3 separate regions of the Mus musculus genome follow, and regions 2 and 3 are each linked to region 1. A link is a contact called in public Hi-C and HiChIP or PLAC-seq data. All regions are on one chromosome and are shown on one strand. Each heading gives the region's core, a stretch centred on a gene start, on an enhancer-like site or on the middle of the called end of the contact. The rest is flanking DNA. Distances are from core to core; before and after follow the strand shown. Region 1 overlaps Gm32652 (a long non-coding RNA gene). Region 2 holds the start of Dpt (dermatopontin). Region 3 overlaps Dpt (dermatopontin).

What was found. A called contact is a pair of places that touch in the nucleus more often than the background predicts. HiChIP or PLAC-seq counts read pairs in DNA pulled down with a chosen protein or histone mark.
Region 2: a contact with region 1 is called in an H3K27ac HiChIP or PLAC-seq map of heart atrium, with 13 read pairs. The contact joins the promoter of Dpt here to the enhancer-like site in region 1. A contact is called at or near these places in 6 of 39 promoter capture datasets (the 3T3-L1 cell line, 3T3-L1-derived adipocytes, hippocampal neurons and 1 more), 24 of 484 Hi-C or Micro-C datasets (the 3T3-L1 cell line, the C2C12 cell line, the MC3T3-E1 cell line and 12 more), 4 of 115 datasets of contacts at active chromatin or transcription factors (cardiomyocytes, heart atrium, neural progenitor cells and 1 more) and 1 of 9 other capture datasets (adipose tissue).
Region 3: a contact with region 1 is called in a Hi-C map of cerebellum, with 1.6 times the contacts expected there. The contact joins two enhancer-like sites. A contact is called at or near these places in 1 of 39 promoter capture datasets (the 3T3-L1 cell line), 2 of 15 datasets of contacts at CTCF or cohesin (CD8 T cells and large pre-B cells), 14 of 484 Hi-C or Micro-C datasets (the 3T3-L1 cell line, the MC3T3-E1 cell line, brown adipocytes and 10 more) and 5 of 115 datasets of contacts at active chromatin or transcription factors (Th17 cells, embryonic stem cells, heart atrium and 2 more).

The regions. Positions count from the first base shown.
Region 1 is chr1:164,895,088-164,898,022 of GRCm38.p6, reverse strand. All of the region lies in intron 1 of Gm32652 (a long non-coding RNA gene), which reads left to right. Among named protein-coding and RNA genes, the nearest start is that of Gm32652, 3.1 kb to the left of the region's middle. Within about 2 kb of position 1,417, at least 41 of the 459 cell types and tissues checked have an H3K27ac peak or open chromatin away from gene starts, as enhancers often do. A contact at or near this core is called in adipose tissue, cardiomyocytes, cerebellum and 3 more, where this site is marked.
Region 2 is chr1:164,795,140-164,798,074 of GRCm38.p6, reverse strand. Dpt (dermatopontin) reads right to left here and starts at 1,412. Exons shown (of 4, transcript NM_019759.3): 1 at 1,039-1,412. The coding sequence starts at 1,343. Gm32569 (a long non-coding RNA gene) reads left to right here. Exons shown (of 4, transcript XR_373663.3): 4 at 600-2,549.
Region 3 is chr1:164,813,271-164,816,205 of GRCm38.p6, reverse strand. The region is part of intron 2 of Dpt (dermatopontin); the gene reads right to left. Among named protein-coding and RNA genes, the nearest start is that of Gm32569, 9.8 kb to the right of the region's middle. Within about 2 kb of position 1,460, at least 89 of the 459 cell types and tissues checked have an H3K27ac peak or open chromatin away from gene starts, as enhancers often do. A contact at or near this core is called in cerebellum and heart atrium, where this site is marked.

The sequences.
Region 1 (2,935 bases), core at 168-2,667:
ACTGACTTGCCTCTGATTCCTGACTGCCTTAGACCCCTGAGTCATCCTAACGTATCTAACATATTCAGTCTCCATCATGAAGATACTGAGCTGTACTCATGCCAATGTATTCTCTCCATCTTGTATTTATATTCACATCTTCTGTCTCTGTCATGGATCGGCAGAAAATTGTGACTTTGCATTCTGCTTTGACCATAGTTATGACTGCTGAGAATTAGACCAATTAAGACCCTTAGGGATGGGTTTTCTCCTAGCTTTAAGAAAAACCAAGCCATAGCCAACCGAGAGTGTCACTTACAGACTCATGGGCATGATAGCATTGTGAGCAAACTTCCTTGTTTTGAGATAAGGCAGGCTAGTATCTCAGTCACCACTGGGAAGGCTGGAGGGGAGGGGTGGGAGAGGGCAGGCTGGAGGGGAGGGGTGGGGGAGGGCAGGCGGGCTCCTGGGTTCCAGCACTGGGAGGTGTGATGAGACATAAAAGAAAACACAGTGGGATAAATCAGATATGATTTATGCATGGACAGGCAAGGAGATCTCTTTTCCCTGCTTGGGTCACACAATTAAATCTAATTAATGGAAACTGGTCATAGAGGGAGTTCAGAGCCTATTTTCGGTTGTCATTATCCTAACACAGCAATCAAAATGCAGATGAGCTATCTCTGTCTCACCCCAGGAGAGAAGCAGGCTTCTTGCTAATGAAGGGAAAATTGTAAATGAATGCTTATCAGGCCTTCCCTGTCCACGGTGGCTTCTTGGGGGTGGCAGTACTGGTAGAGAGGGCTGACAGACATTTTGCGTTCTGAAAGGGAACCTTCTTCCAAGAGAGTTCTAATGCTGCCCTAATGCTGTCTTCTCATGCTGCTGGGAGAGAGGCAGGGGGCAGAGGACACTTTCTCTAGCCGTTGGCCCTAACTTGGGCAAAGATAAAGAGCTAAGTGGCTTTTTTCAGAGTGGACGGCGGGAGGGGCAAGGGGGTAGGGTGGGGGAAGGAGTTGTGTTCTTGAACCAGAAAGTGCGCTTCGGGGCATACAGTTTGGCAGCCCTAGCGATCCATTCTCATTCTGACCTTCAGCCTCAATAATTAGAGCCATCTTATCTAACTAAACAAGAAAGATCTGGGGCAGTGTGGGATGGAATTAGAAATAACTCACTAGGAGATCCAAAGTCACCCCCAATGGGGACAGCACTGAGCTGTAGCCCAGTGGAGAAGGCTAACTTGCTGGAGGCAGACAAAGGCATCCTGAGCTGCGTGCTTGTTTGTAGACAGAAAAATGGCTCCCAACAAACACTCTGACAAACAAATCATGCCTGGATGAAACTGACGCGCACCCCTTCCCAGCAGGGGTGATAAATTAACCACAGCTGGGAGTGGCTGTGGGTTTACCGCTCAGCCTCCATCCAGTCTGTCCTGGGAGTCTCCCTCACCCCTTCTTGCCAACACTGCTACTATATTTAGCTTGTCCAGCATGTGCGCTGTCTATATTTAGTGCCTAAAAGTCAGAGTTCAGTGCACAATTCACCAAGCCATCAGTCATCTTCCATTCCATTCACACATGCAGAAAAATCCTTCCAAGAGACAATCTTGCTCTCCACTACAGGGTGGAGGGTGAAGGCCGTTGGAAGCCATTCTAAGAATGAAGGATTGAACCCATATGCCAGAGGGGGTTTCCTGCTGTCTCTGGCATGCTGTGCGTGCCTGAGAGTGCCAGACCCTGAGTGGAGAGCCAGGGCATGGGTGTGGCTCCAGAGGGCAGAGGGAGGATCGAAAGCAGGAGGACGGAAGCTCGGGAGTGAACAGCAGATTCTACCGTGCTCATTTGGTCCCCACTGATATTGCAGAAAACTGGTCATTGCTCATTACACCTTCTATGGGAGGCGGTGTGTGGAGGCCCACATTTTCCTACACCTCTGGAAAAGCTCAGGAGAAAGCTTACTGAGTCTATGAAAGAGTTAATGTAATAGCACATTAGCAATAAACTGGGCCAAAGTGGAACCCGCCATTCCACTAAGCAGGAGGTGTGACTGCCACTGAGAGAAGCCATGGGGAACATAGCTGTCTTTGACTATCTAGGCCACCAGAGGCCAGGGTCTCCTTTGGGTTGGCTAAGTGGGAACATGAAAGACTGGGGGGATTTCTGAGGATAACAGACAGGATCATGGGATTTCTTCACCTTTGCTGTTCCAACCACCCAGCTCACAACAGCCTGCAACTCCAGATCTAGGGAATCTGATGCCTTCCTTTGGCCTCTTTGGGTGCCTACAACTATGTGTAGACACACATGTGCATGCACACACACACATACACACACACACACACACACACACACACACAGAGAGAGAGAGAGAGAGAGAGAGAGAGAGAGAGAGAGAGAGAGAGATTGAGTTAGATGGATGGATAGATAGACAGATAGATAGATAGAATTAAAAATAAATAAAATATTGGGCCAGGAGAGATGACTCCGTGGTTAAGTGCACCTGCTGCTCTTCCAGATGACCTCGGTTTGAACCTCAGCACCGACACAGAAGCTCACAACTGTCTATAATTCCATTTCCAGGGAATTCTATTTCCATTTATAATTCCATTTCCAGGGAATCTGACACTTTCTTCTGATCTTCTTGGGTACCAGACACATACAGTTGTATCCAGACATACATACAGTCAAAATGTTCATATATATAAAATAAAAGAAGTATTTTTTCAATGAAGAAATAGTTTTAAAGTTTACTTTAAAATATGAATATCTTCCAGTATTTAACAGGTAAATAAAAATGTGTATTGTTCATATGTTTTTGTTATATTTTATTTCTCCAGTAATACTGATTAAAAATATTCATATATCTACTTTTACATCTACAACCTACCACTCTTATTTGTATGGCTTTATAAGAATTATGGATAAAGATTCCTTTCAAAACAATATTTTTTTTAAAA
Region 2 (2,935 bases), core at 163-2,662, 100 kb after region 1:
CTCAGGGCATTTCTCCTGGATGGCTGAAAGTATCACCACTAATGTTTTATGTTGATCCATCCCAGATGCTCACTCTGCCAGTGCCCTGCAGGAGCCCCTCATGCAGTTGTCTTGTTCAGCAGAGGGCACACCTGGCAGCCTTCCAGCTGGGCTACCTCCTCCCTCAGTCTGCCTCTCCTAGGGTCAGCCTCCACCATCTCCCTAAGCCCTGAAATTTGGGCTCCATTTGGACAGCTATGAATGACCAGTATAGCCACCCCTGTCTCTTAAGATGGGCTTCTGAGCAAATGCCAGGGCTGGGATAGTCAAACACCACAGAGAAGCACAAACTGGGACCAATGCAGTTCCAATGATTAGGCAAAAGGCAGAAGTCAGGACAGTACCTCTAAAAACCTTTGGTAAACTATATCCTAGCAACAGAGGCTATTTAAATTCAAGAGAAAGGGAGAGAGAGGGAGACAGAGAAATCTCAGTAGTAAAACTCGCCAGAACATATTTCATCAGAACAGCAGAGCACTACTTAACTTCAGGACCCTTTGTTTCTAGTTCTCAGTCTTGTTTACCCAATCACTTACTTTGAATCAATATTTTTTTTTCAGGATATGGATACTGAGGACCCAATTGTTTATTTTGTCCCAACCACCCTGGAGCAGTATTTTTGGAAAACGGTAAATCATCCCAAAATGGAAGTGTTATTCCCATGTCACAGGGATGCCCACTTTCTATAAATTCCTTAAGACATCTCTATTTTGGAAGTCTGGTAAGCATTCTGCGTACACACACCCAGCTTGCGGGACACACTGAGCCTAGGGATGGCCTTTGAAGGAGTAGAACCAGATCCATCCTTCATGGGACATACCCCATCCTGGTTTTTCACCTTACAATGTTATCTACATTGTACACACCTGCCCGCCAGAGCATGCAATAGCAAGTTTAGGATGTGCCCAGGTTATGAGCCCTGCTATTTTAAGGACCAAACTTCTCCCATGCAGTACATACACAGATGTTCCCATCTCTAGAGCACTCTCTGCTTCTTACCATTCCATGCCGGCCCTGTTGATCTCCTCCCACCAGCACTCAGTGGGCTCCCCCAGGCTTTGGGGTGTAGGCATGCAGGCATAGTTCCATTGTCTGTCAGAGCCTTCCTTCTTGCTAAAGATGCTCCTCACAGCTACCACCACTTGCCCGTGGGGACACTGGTAGCTGAAGCCTTGGCGGTTAAGATTCACCCATCCATCATCACCGTAGTCCTGGTACTGCTGGTATGGGTACCCGTAGCCACCATACTGGCCCCAGGCTGTGGTCACCAGTGGCAGAAGAACCCACAGAAGAGTGAGGTCCATACTGCCCGGCTTCTGGCAAAAAAAATGTCACCCTCAGTTTGCTGGGCTGACTTTATACAGCTGCCGCTGACATGTGGTTCCCAGATGTGGGTGAACTGGATCCAACTGCAGTGTGTCATTGCTCAAGCAAAAGCTTTTCCACGCTGAGAAACTGGCCTTGCTTGCGTCCAGCTTGTTTTAAGGTGGAATTCTATGAACATGCAAGGAACATGTAAATCAAGGAAATCTCCCCAGAGAATCACTTCACGGAGAGGGACCAGAGGCAGCTGCTCCACTCTGCTCAGAAACACCTGAGAAAGACCCCCTCAATTGCCTACCTATCCTTCCCTCATCTCTCGGCATGCTGCCCCTCTGCCACGCCCCTTCTTACTAGCAAACCAGGTATCTGGTAGCTGTTCTCCTGCTTAGCTCTCTAGAATTATACGGAAATCCAGGCGGAGATTTCAAAACACAAACGTTGATAAGTTAAAGGAACTCAACCTTTAGATTTCTGCAAACCTAGGTGCCTGGATTCTTTTTATGTTCTTAGTCCGTCTTTTAATTGGGGGTAGAAGCAGATGATCTGTCTTCAGGTCTACTGTTAAAATGTCTAACGTTCAGGTAGAAGTGCTATTGGTCCATGGAGAGAGCAGCGGGGCGTTATCTCTGCTTCAGCATCTGCCTGAGCTGCTGAAAGTGGTCCCTTCAGCTCTGGCTTAAGTATGGAACTGGTTAAGCTCAAATGAATGGTAAGTTTTTTCAGCTGGCACTTTCAAACTTTACATTGACTTTTCTGTTTGTTGAGGTGAAGTGTATAAAATAAAGGCCAGCTTTTCAACTGTGTAGCATACAGTCCTGCAGGCAGCTCTGAAATCATGCTATAGAGTAGACTGGATAGTCCAGAGCACCTCCTCATAGCCCTCTGCATCCTCTTTGTTCCCGATACCTAGTTCTGCTACCCAACAATCGGATGTTCGTCTCTACAGTTTTGCCTGTTCCAGATTGTTAATAACTGGGGTCACACCACACGGGTCAGTCTCTGTTACCCCTGCTTTTGAGACTCGACTGTGCTGCCAGTCACTGACCTCTTGTAATTGCTGAGAAGGGTTCCACAGTATGGGTGTCCTGTTCAATGGTATCATCTGAAGCACGTGTGGAATATCTCATTTGTAAAAATTTATATATAACTATGCATAAGTGCTTACGAATAAAATTTCTATAAGTGCACAGAGGTTTTCGTATAAAGCTTCTTCTTCATTTTGCTTCAGTAAATACTCATGACTGATTTCCAGGTTGCTATGTAAGAGTCTGTCAAACTTTAAAAGAAGCTGTCTGTGCTATGGCACCAGAAAATTATCCTTTCTTTTACATTTTGGTCATTTTAATAGGTGTATAGCGGCAGTTTGGCATGAATATTTTTGTCTCCTGGCTAATGATTTTGAGAAATTTTTTCATTAGAGTTTTGGTATGGAACACATTTTTAAAAATGTCTTACCTATTCTAGCATTTTGAATCACTTGGAGTATCTCTTTTTAATTTGCATTTATCTTATATTTATAGTAGATTTTTAAAATATAACATAGTATGATTATGATTCTCCAACTCCTCCCAGA
Region 3 (2,935 bases), core at 211-2,710, 82 kb after region 1:
AAACCTCCTATCCCATTCCCACTCGCCCTGCTCATCAACACACCCACTTCCGCTTTCCTGTCCTGGCATTCCCCTACACTGGGGCATTAAGCCTTCATGGGACCAAGGGCCTCTCCTCCCATTGATGACCAACAAGGCCATCCTCTGCTGCATAAGCAGCTGGAGCCATGAGTCCCTCCATGTATACTCTTTGGTTGGTGGTTTAGTCCCAGGGAGCTCTGGGGTTACTGGTTAGTTCATATTGTTGCTCCTCCTATGGGGCTGCAAACCCCTTAGCTCCTTGGGTCTTTTCTCTAGATCCTTCATTGGGGATATAAATATAAAGGTTGTGTGTCCTTTATCTGAGAACTGAATGATCAAAGACGGGGTAGAAACCCTCAATTGAGGTTAAATGTTTACTACAACAAAACCCAAATGGACTTACATTAAAAAATAAATATAAATAGACAGGGGCAAAGAAGCAGGTGTCTTGGTCCCTCCCAGAGAGCTGGGCATTGGCCAAATAGGACCACATGCCATGTCCTCTACAGTCACATTAGTGCCCTTGTCTGTGTCGACAGACTGAATTCTGGGAACCTGGGCTGTGAGAGGGAACATAAAATGTTAGTGTCTATCCTCTGTGGCATTTGGGGGTTTCTATTTCAAACGGTTCAGATATGTATCACCACACAGCGGAAGCACAGTTCTCAGGATGTCTGTGACTTAAATTAGAAGAGGAAAGTCCCTGAACTTTTTTCAAATTGCTGTTTTGGAAGGGAGCCTCGAGCTCTTGCTTCAAGCCCAGGGCTGGTCGGCAGTGGTCACATTTGTTTTGATTACTGTTGACAGTCATAAGCCTGGCTACCCTGAGCTGTACATCAACAAGGACAGTTTCACCTCCAACTTCTCCTTCCCTCCAAATAAAGCAAACACCCCCCCCTCCTTCACTTTGCCATTAGATGTCTGCTGTGTTGCTGCCTAACACTTGATCTGTATTCTTATTTTCTTCCTGTGATAAAGGTAAGTGGCTGTACACTATACACATAACATGGGATCTAGAAGTGGCTGGACCTTTCTGAATCAAGCTCACTCTTTTGAAGAGCATCACAGCTTCCATATCTCATGGTCTCCACGAGCACAAGGATGATATCACTAAATAAATCAATATAATAGCCATGGTTCAGAACTTCTCCTAAATCTGTGAAATATACATATTTTCTATCCTTTCACATTTAGTAACTAATTGGATAAAGAAATGAAGGATGTCTTCTAGAGTCCTGTGGATTGAAGTGGACTTGGCTGTGATTGACAGGTTTGCTTTGTTCTAAGTGGCTCAGGTTGGGTGAGCTGATACTCTGACAATCAGACACATCTTTGAAGTGTCTGCGTTTGAAGTCTGAACACAAAACGGAGTATCTCCTATATGCGCAAATAGATGCCAACATTATAAATAGGGGACAGTAACTGTGACAGCTGCTCCAGCTGAGGAAAGGGACAATTGATTCTGCGCAGGCTCAGGGGAGCTGTGGTTCTCCAGAATGAGTGTACACAGGGCAGGGTGGTGGCTGCTTGTGAAAAACAGGAGTACCCACATGCAGTGTGCCCTCTTAAACACTAACATCCAGATTCATTTTATCAAGATATAGGAGCTTCCATCTCTGCAATAATAGCTCCTATGCTAGCTCAGAGCCATCAGTGTGTACAGTTCCTCTTTTTATCAGGCCTCTGGGAAACATGCTACAGGAGACCAGCCAGCCAGGGCAGGCTGACAGACTCCCTGACGGAAGGCCTATGAGCTCATTCCTGACTTGGACACAGCATCACAGGAATGGTCTTGCCAAGAAACCTCATCTAGTGTTAAAATCAGAACAAAGGTGCCCGATTTCACAAAGATTTTCTTTGACTGGATTATTCACAGTGGAAGAGAAGAGACAAATGCTCTCTTTAACTGACTTTTGTTGTTGAGAACTAGGAATGTCCAGGAATTAAGCGAAGCTACTCTCTGCCTTATAAACTGGACATGATGGGGAAGTCAGGGGGGAAATGATGGAGAATGCTGAGTTTGAGTGTCACAGAAAGCCAGTGACAGTGAAAGGCAATGTAAAGGTCATTTAAACAAGTGACTGTGTCCAAGCAGATCATTCTACAAACCTACTGATCAGTCATAGATCCAGAGAAGGATCATTAGGCAAAACAATAAAGAAGCGAACACGTTCCTAAATTCAAACCCCTCGGTCCCAGGATGCATATGCGCAGCTTCCATCCAGCAGGCCGACTGACTGGGATGTGACCTGGAGGAGCTGGAGCTGTTTGAGGACAGTGGAAGAGGCAAAAGGTCTCCGTAGTCTTGTTTGCCGCCCTTTTGGTGACATGTGTTGGCTGTTAACAGACCATTGGACTACAAATTTGGATTCTTCCAGCTAAATAAATATGTGTTGCATTTACATACTCATCTAGTCCAGTGGGAACCGATTAGAAATGGCATGCCTGCATCGAGCAGGAATTTACTTTCTTGCCAGGTTTCAGTGATGTTGTGATATCCAGAGAGATATCACGCTGAAATCAGAACAGCACCTTGGCTCCCACCAAACAAATAAATCCCACATGCATCTGGGAGTTGGTGATGATTTTGTTTTTCTATCCCGGAATGATATTATTTCTGAGTCTCTAAATGCTCGAAAATACAGAGGTGCCAGACATTCACTTGACAGGCTTCTCATGCATGCTGCAGAGAGAATTTCAATGTAGAAGGGAAGGAGGCTGCATTGGAGCATGCCTGCAATCCCAGCACTCTCAGGATACAAAGACAGGAAATGTCTGCTGAAAGTTTGAAGAATCCCTGATCTACAAAGGCAGTCCTAGACAAGCCAAGGATATATAAAACTTGTGTCAGACAAACACACAGGACTGGGGAGGTGTCTCAGTGATTCAAAGCACCTACTGTTCCTGCAGAGGA